2 separate regions of the Pan troglodytes genome follow, and region 1 is linked to region 2. Evidence: chromatin contacts called from public capture Hi-C data. All regions are on one chromosome and are shown on one strand. Each heading gives the region's core, a stretch centred on a gene start, on an enhancer-like site or on the middle of the called end of the contact. The rest is flanking DNA. Distances are from core to core; before and after follow the strand shown.

The links. Capture Hi-C pulls out chosen DNA fragments and counts their contacts.
Region 1: a capture Hi-C map of stem cell-derived neural stem cells shows a contact between it and region 2, with 2.8 times the contacts expected there. The contact joins two enhancer-like sites. A contact is called at or near these places in 1 of 7 Hi-C or Micro-C datasets (stem cell-derived neural progenitor cells), 1 of 1 datasets of contacts at active chromatin or transcription factors (stem cell-derived excitatory neurons) and 1 of 1 other capture datasets (stem cell-derived neural stem cells).

The regions. Positions count from the first base shown.
Region 1 is chr9:6,956,881-6,960,356 of NHGRI_mPanTro3-v2.0_pri, forward strand. The region is part of intron 11 of KCNQ1 (potassium voltage-gated channel subfamily Q member 1); the gene reads left to right. Among named protein-coding and RNA genes, the nearest start is that of CDKN1C, 190 kb to the right of the region's middle. Within about 2 kb of position 1,506, at least 21 of the 24 cell types and tissues checked have an H3K27ac peak or open chromatin away from gene starts, as enhancers often do. A contact at or near this core is called in stem cell-derived neural progenitor cells and stem cell-derived neural stem cells, where this site is marked.
Region 2 is chr9:6,789,563-6,793,073 of NHGRI_mPanTro3-v2.0_pri, forward strand. All of the region lies in intron 2 of KCNQ1 (potassium voltage-gated channel subfamily Q member 1), which reads left to right. Among named protein-coding and RNA genes, the nearest start is that of KCNQ1, 88 kb to the left of the region's middle. Within about 2 kb of position 1,494, at least 10 of the 24 cell types and tissues checked have an H3K27ac peak or open chromatin away from gene starts, as enhancers often do. A contact at or near this core is called in stem cell-derived neural progenitor cells and stem cell-derived neural stem cells, where this site is marked.

The DNA.
Region 1 (3,476 bases), core at 256-2,755, 170 kb after region 2:
TGCGGACTCCAGACCCGGACTGACTGGGACCCCAACTACTCAGATCCCAACTCAGGCAAACTCCCAGCCAGGATGTGGACCCTAGACCCGAATTCTGATCCCAACTAGGATACCTAACTCAGAACCACAACGGGGATTCCCAACTCCGATCCTAACTCGGGCCCTGACTCAGAACCACTGAGTGGATTTCCGACTCCGGTCCCAATTCGGGCTTTGACTCAAAACCACAACATGGATTCCCAACTTCCATCCCAATAGCGCGGACTCGGAACCACGATGCGGATTCCAGACTCCAATCCCAATTCAGCCCACTCTGAACCACCATGAGAACTATAGACCCGGAATCCGATCCTTGGGACGCGGCCAGGAACTCGGACCTCGACCCTGGCCACGCTGTCCATAAGGTGCAGATGGGAGCGCACTGCCCAGGCCAGGCTGCACTGCTGACGCCTGGGATCTGGGACGGCCGCGGGGCACACAGCTCACCTCAGCAACGCCAGTGATCACCCGTCCCGCGCCGTCCGCCCAGTTCCGTGCTGACCGTGTTCAAACCCTCCCAGAGAGATGGGGAGGGCCGCGCTGAGGAGAGTGGGAGAACCGCGCTGAGGAGCCGCCGGGGAGAACCGCGCTGAGGAGCCCCAGAGAGAGAGTCGCGCTGAGAAGCTCCTGGGGAAAACCGAGCTGAGGAGCCCCCAGGAGAGTGCCGCACTGAGGAGCCCCAGGGAGAACCGCGCGGAGGAGAACCATGCTGAGGAGCCCCCGGGGAGAACAGAACCGCGGCGAGAAGCCCCCGGAGAGAACCGCGCCGAAGAACCCCCTGGGACAGCCGCGCCGAAGAACCCCCGGGGACAACCGCGCCGAAGAACCCCCGGGGACAACCGCGCCGAAGAACCCCCGGGGACAACCGCGCCGAAGAACCCCCGGGGACAACCGCGCCGAAGAACCCCCGGGGAGAACCGCGCCGAAAAGCCCCGGGTGCCCCGAGGAGAACGGCGCCGAAAAGTCCCGGGTGCCCCGGGTAGAACGGCGCCGAGGAGTCCCCGGGAAGAACCGCGCCCAGGAGCCCCCGGAAGAACGCCGCGCTGAGGAGCCCCAGGGAGAACCGCGCCTAGGAGCCCCGAGGAGAACCACGCCGAGGGGCGCGCCGGGGAGAACCACGATGACTGACGCACCGAGGAGGACCGCGCTGAGGGGCGCACCCGGAGAATCGTGCTGAGGAGCCCCGGGGAGGACCACGCTGAGGGGCACCCCGGCAGAATCGCGCTGAGGGGCGCCCTGGCAGGATCTTGCTGAGGAGCTCCCTGGAGGTCCGTGCTGAGGCGACGCGGCGACCGTTCTGCCTGGAGACTGCTGCAGCGCTCCGACTGCCCCCACCGCAGCTGACGTGGCGACCGCCCCCCACCTGCTGATTGGGCGGCAGCAGGGGAAGGCTTGCGGCGGGCTGCTGCACGGATTGGCTGGGTGCGGGAAGTGATGTGCCGTGTCCTGTCATTGGCCGAAAGGGTCTGGTTTTGCTGCCACCCGGGCTCAGATTGGCCCAGCGGGTCCAGCGCCGCATGAGGCGCTGGCTGGGTGTGAGGTGGCGCGAGCCGCCGCCCTCCCTGCCCCCACTCGTCGTCCCTGAGCACCACCGGGGGCCGGGGCCAGCGCCAGCCTCAGCGTTGGCATCGCCGGGGTGAGCCGGAGACACGGGCCAGTTCTCTGCGTGTTGTGTTCACCACCCCGGGGTGACCGCGTGAGGACAGCGGCCGCACTCCGACACCGCTGTGGGCCCTCGGTGTGGAGGCCTGTGGGCGTCCAGGCCATGCCCGAGACCAGCCCCTCCGCCGGCGCCAATGCAGCGACCTCGAACCCGGGCAAGGTCTCCACCGCCGTGGCACCGGGTGCGGGAGGCGTTTTCCCCCCTCCCAGCGGGTCCATGCAGGGGATCGGGATGTTCTGAAGCCCCCACTGCTGTGCCTGGAAAACCCGTGTCTGCCGCTCACCCCTGAGGACTTGGGACCTCAGGGGGTGAGTGGCAGGGGTGGCCGGGACATGCCAGGCCACCCATCTGGCAAAGGGCAGCGCCGAGGGCGCCCCGCGCCTGCCAGCGCCCGGCCGGGCCCGCCCTGCCCACCTCCCATCCCCCACCCGGGCGTGACACTTGACCGCGTCTGCCGGCCCCTCCCCTTGTCCGTCCCCTCCGCGCCGCTGGCGCGCGCCTTCTGAGTGCCAAGCATTGCCATAAACTCTGGGGACAAAAGCCTGGGCCACAAAAGCCCCCTCTAGAAGTTCACACCCTGAGGCTTCCCTGGCAAGGCTGGGGGCCGTTTGGCCCTTCCATGTGGACTGCAAAAACAGTGTTGGAATGCAGGACTCTGGGTATGTTCTTGAAAGTTGTTACAACCCCAACCCAGGGTTGACCTCAAACACAGGAGGAAGGGGGAGGCTGGAGCCAGCCAAGCGAGCCAGCCGTCCCCCCACCAAGGCACGCAAGGAGGCCATTCATCTTCACTGCCTCTGCCGAAAATATACGTCTACGGGAGAGCCAGGAATCTCTCTCCAAGGGTGACTGGGTTGGGGGTTTTGTTGTTCTTCAGCCCAGAAGAGAAAGAGAAAATGGTGTCATTTTTTCAGGCAGCAAGTGATTCCTTTCTGGCCTTCAGCAACGACGCCCAGATGAGTCCACTCCCGCCTGTAGGATGGAGGTGATGCTGACAGCCTCTTGGAGCCATTGAGATAGGAAACGAGAGAGATTATGTGAGAAGACAGGGTCAGGAATGTTGAGCTGAGGGTGGCCTCAGGCCCCTGTCCTGCTCCTTTTTGCTGCTTGGGGTGCAGCTCAATTCCAGCCTCACTGTGGCCCCCAGGCCTCCTCTGGCCTTCCTCAGCCTTCCTCAGGAGGCCAGAATCCTCCCCTGATCACCCTCCCTGCATGTCCATTTCTACCTCCCCAGGAGGTCAGGGGAGCAGGATCCCAGGTCTTCAGAGTAATTTCACAGATTTCACCAGAATAAAAGTCCCACTCATGTGGGGTTTACATTCTGGTGGGAAAGACAGATTTTCGAAACGTGGCCATTTTTCTTTGGGCCTTTGTTAGCTGCATCAGATGGAGGAGGTAGCCTGGTGGACTCCTTCAGTCCTCGCTCTTGGACACAGAGCTGTCTCCCAGCCTTTGTTGTTGTTTTCTCCAAGGATGTCGAACACAGGCTGAAAAGCTCCCTAAATCGATTTCACTTAAAATGGTGTCCACCCTCCTACTAAAGAGTGACAAAGGGTGTTGGTTAGGATTTTTATCTTGAAAACTGATTTGTAAAGTCATGAAAATTGAGCTTATTTGGTCTTACACTTAACAAAACTGTGGGTTCTAATTGTGGGCCTGGATGGGGACATATCTTACAAGTAGTTGATTCATTTATATAGATTTTCATGTTCTGGGCTTGCCTCCGCCCTCTACCTAACCCTGGAACCTCAGTCCCCAAGCTCCTGGGCACTTG
Region 2 (3,511 bases), core at 244-2,743:
TGCCAGCTGCCTCCCTGCCACACCTTGCGTCTCACCAGGCAACCCTGCAAACAGCAGCTGGGGAGGACTTTCTAAGACAAAAACCTGATCATTCCAGAAGCTCCCTGTGACATTTAGGCTACATTCCCCAAGGTGGTGCCACGTTCAGGCCCGTCACCTGTAACACTCCCCACCCCACCTCACCCAGCCTGGGCTCACTCACTCCAGGCCAAGCCTTGGACATTCCTGGCTGCCCCAGGGCCTTTGCACGCCCTCTGACGTGGACCTGGCTGTCCTCGGGAGTGTCAGCACTCAGCCTCTTGTCAGGTTTCAGGCCTCTGCTTGGCACTATCCTGCACACCATCCCCGCCGACTGCCCTGTTCTGGGTTCATGGGGCTCTGGGAGGCTCACAAGCATCTGTCTGCCTCAGGCCATTCCACACTCCCTGAGGGTGGGACCCCGTGGCTGCGCTAACCCCACAAGCTCTGCATGGCGCTTCCTGGCCGTGCATGTCCCTCCCTGCATCAAATGCATAGGCCAGAGTTGCCCAACGAGGACGACCCAGCTTGGTATGTGCTCCCGGCTTCAGCTGCCCCTGCGTGATGGAGACACCCTCCCACTTGCCTTGCCACACTTCCCAGCAGTCTCTCGAAGCACTGGCCGCGTGGAAACAAATCCTTCAAGGGGATTTGAGGGTCCAGCTGTCACTCAGTCATGGCCATGGTGGGGGCACGTTGGGGACACAGCAGAGAGTGAGGCAGCCGTGGGCCTGGCCTTGACAGGCGGATGTACAGACACATCAGGGCCGAGACTGAGGCGTGGGCTCTGGGTGGGGAGACAGTGACCACTTGCTTGGAGGAGGGGGCGCTCAGGTGGGAGGGGCACAGTGAGAAGGAGGTAAACTGGTGCTGGCGGGGCAGGCAGGGACCCCTCCCAGGGCTCACAGCTTCCAGCGGACAGCAGGCACAGGGCTGTGGGGATCAGAGCACAGGCAGAAGTCACCTGACAGCAGGTTCCCGAGGCTTCAGGCCTGGAGGAGTGAGGACGGCTGTTGGGTTCTTGATTCCAGCAGAGGGAGGCTGTGCAGGGTTGCAGGAAGGACGGTTGGGGGCGCTGCGGGGAGGTACGAGAAGCAAAGGTGTTTGCAGCCCTTGGGGCCAGGCGGCGGGAAGGCCTGTAGACGCCAGAGGGCGCTCGTGCTACATGCAACTCAGGAGCTGCTGGCACCCGCCAAGGAGTGCTGAGCGCGGGGAGCCCAAACCACAGCCTTGGGGAACCCAGGAGGGGCCGGGCGGGTGCAGGACCCGCATGAGGGATTCCGAGAGCACGATGTTTAAATGTTGGGGGAAAAAATGGATCAAAGCGATGTGTTCCTAGGGAGCCCCTGTTTTCTCGTTTCTTTTCGTACGCCCAGCTTTGCAGTGCCAGAAAGCTGTTATCTCAGCACTGCTAAGGAAACCCCAGCGCGGCCTCGGAGGGATTAGGCATTCTGCTGAACCAGGGATATGCGGTGGGCCTGAAAAAGCCATTTCGGGAGGAATCTGGTCTCGGCTGGAGTCCGGCCGGCACCGTGAACAGCACGTGAACACCACGTCGGAAATCTGCTGGGCAGGGAGATTTCCTCAAGGCCTCCCAGGGAGGAGAGCCACTTCCTGGGCTGCAAAGAGGGCCCCAACCTGGCTTCTGAATTCAGAGGGGGCTGTGTGTGCACGTGTGTACGTACATGCATGTGCACGTCTGTGTACCCATGTCTGTGGAAGTGGCACACGTGTGCATGTGTGCACTCAGTGTACGTGTGCGTGCCTGTGGGTAGCTCCGTGCGCACATGCGTACACATATGCCTGGTGTGTGCGTGCACACGTGTGTCTGACGTGTGTGTGCTTTGCGTGTTCTTGCCTGGGAAGGAGTTCCCGGTTTGGGTGGCTCTCCTGTTTCTTGCCGAGGCCGGCTGCTGCCAGAAACTGGCCCCCTGCTCTCTGCAGTAAGAGACCCTGCCCTGGCCCAGGTGAGGGCCTGGCTTTTGTCTCCAGGATCACAGCTTTTGTCAAACTCCACACAAAGAGAGAGGCACTCAAAAGCACAACACAAACACGGCTAGTCCGCGCCTTTGGTGGTGAACATACCAGGGAATTGTCCTGCAATGCCTGTGGTTAAAAAACCCCGTGAGCTGCGGCCCCGGAGGCCTAGGGGATGAGGTCATCGCTGAGGCTCCCTCCCCTCTGCTGAGGCTCCCTCCGCCCCGCCCGGTGGCCCACCCCTCCCGCCAGCTGCAGCCTCCACTGCCTGGGTTTCTGCTGCCCCTTCAGCACACAGTGAGGCCTCAGTTTCCCTCCCAGCTCAGAGCAAGGCCTCAGTTTCCCTCCCAGCAGCAAAGTGAGACCCTGTAGGGAGTCTCTGGGCCTCCGTGACGGCCCTGGGCGGCCCTCTCTGTGGAACAAGGTCGGGTCCTGTCCTCAGCGCCCTGGCCTCCACTTGCTCAGGGCGCCCGCAGGCCCGCAGGTCCTCACCTGGTGTTTTTCACCTGGGACCCGCAGCTGCTCTGATGAGGAGCCTGCTCTGCGCACGGCCCGGGGCGGTTTCCCGCAGCACCATTTCTGCCGCTGCCGGGAAAAGACGCAGAGCAAAGGCACCTTTGCCCAGGTTGGGGAACCAGTGGGTGACTCAGGATTTTCCTCGACCCACCCCGAGGTCTGATTCCCTCTGCAGCTGCCGCCCGCTGAGGGTTGTCTTCCTCCCTGCCTGCCTCGCCCTGCCTGGTGAGCTCCTATGGGTCTGACGAAGCCCCGTCCTGCACACTTGCTTCGGGGGCGACTCCCCACTAGACTGGTTGCCCAGGGACGGGGGTACCCACTCCCTCCTCAGGGCTGCAGGGTGCTCTGGGAAGAGTTGTGTCCGTCTGTGGGCCTGTGGGCTCACTTGCCTTTTTGTCCCTGTCACTTGGGAGCTACCCAGCCAAGACCGGTCCCCACCACCCAGGCCACTCTGAGGCTTCAGAACATGGTGGTCTTCTCCCTGGCAGGGTTGTTTCCGCCTGCATTTGTTCAGCCAGCAAATCTTTATTAAGCACCTACTGTGTGCCAGGATCTATGTGCAAGCAGGCCATGGGCTCATGAAAGGCAGAGCTGGACTGAGATTCTGCACCCCTGGGATCCTCACTGCAGGGCCCTGTGTATGTGCGGGCTGGAGCCCTGGTTCCTGTCTGCACTGAGCCCCTGGAGCTAGACCCAGAGGACTTGACAGATGTGGGCCCTCCGTCTGCACAGCCCCCAGGGCACGGGGCGGCCTGCAGCTCTGCCCGGCCAGACTTCAGGTCACTGCCCCATGAGCCTGTAGGAGAAACTTCTCACTCATCTGTCCTGAGACCTGCCTGGAGCCCACCCCAGGGAGACAGAGGCTCTCGGGGCCTGTTCAGGGTGAAAGGACGCTAGACACTGGCCTGCAGGCTTTGGGCGGGTAAGGGTAGCGAAGGTGAAAGTGGACCAGGGGCAGGTGGAGCAGGGTAGGCCCAAGTGTCTGTCTGGGGCAGTTGGG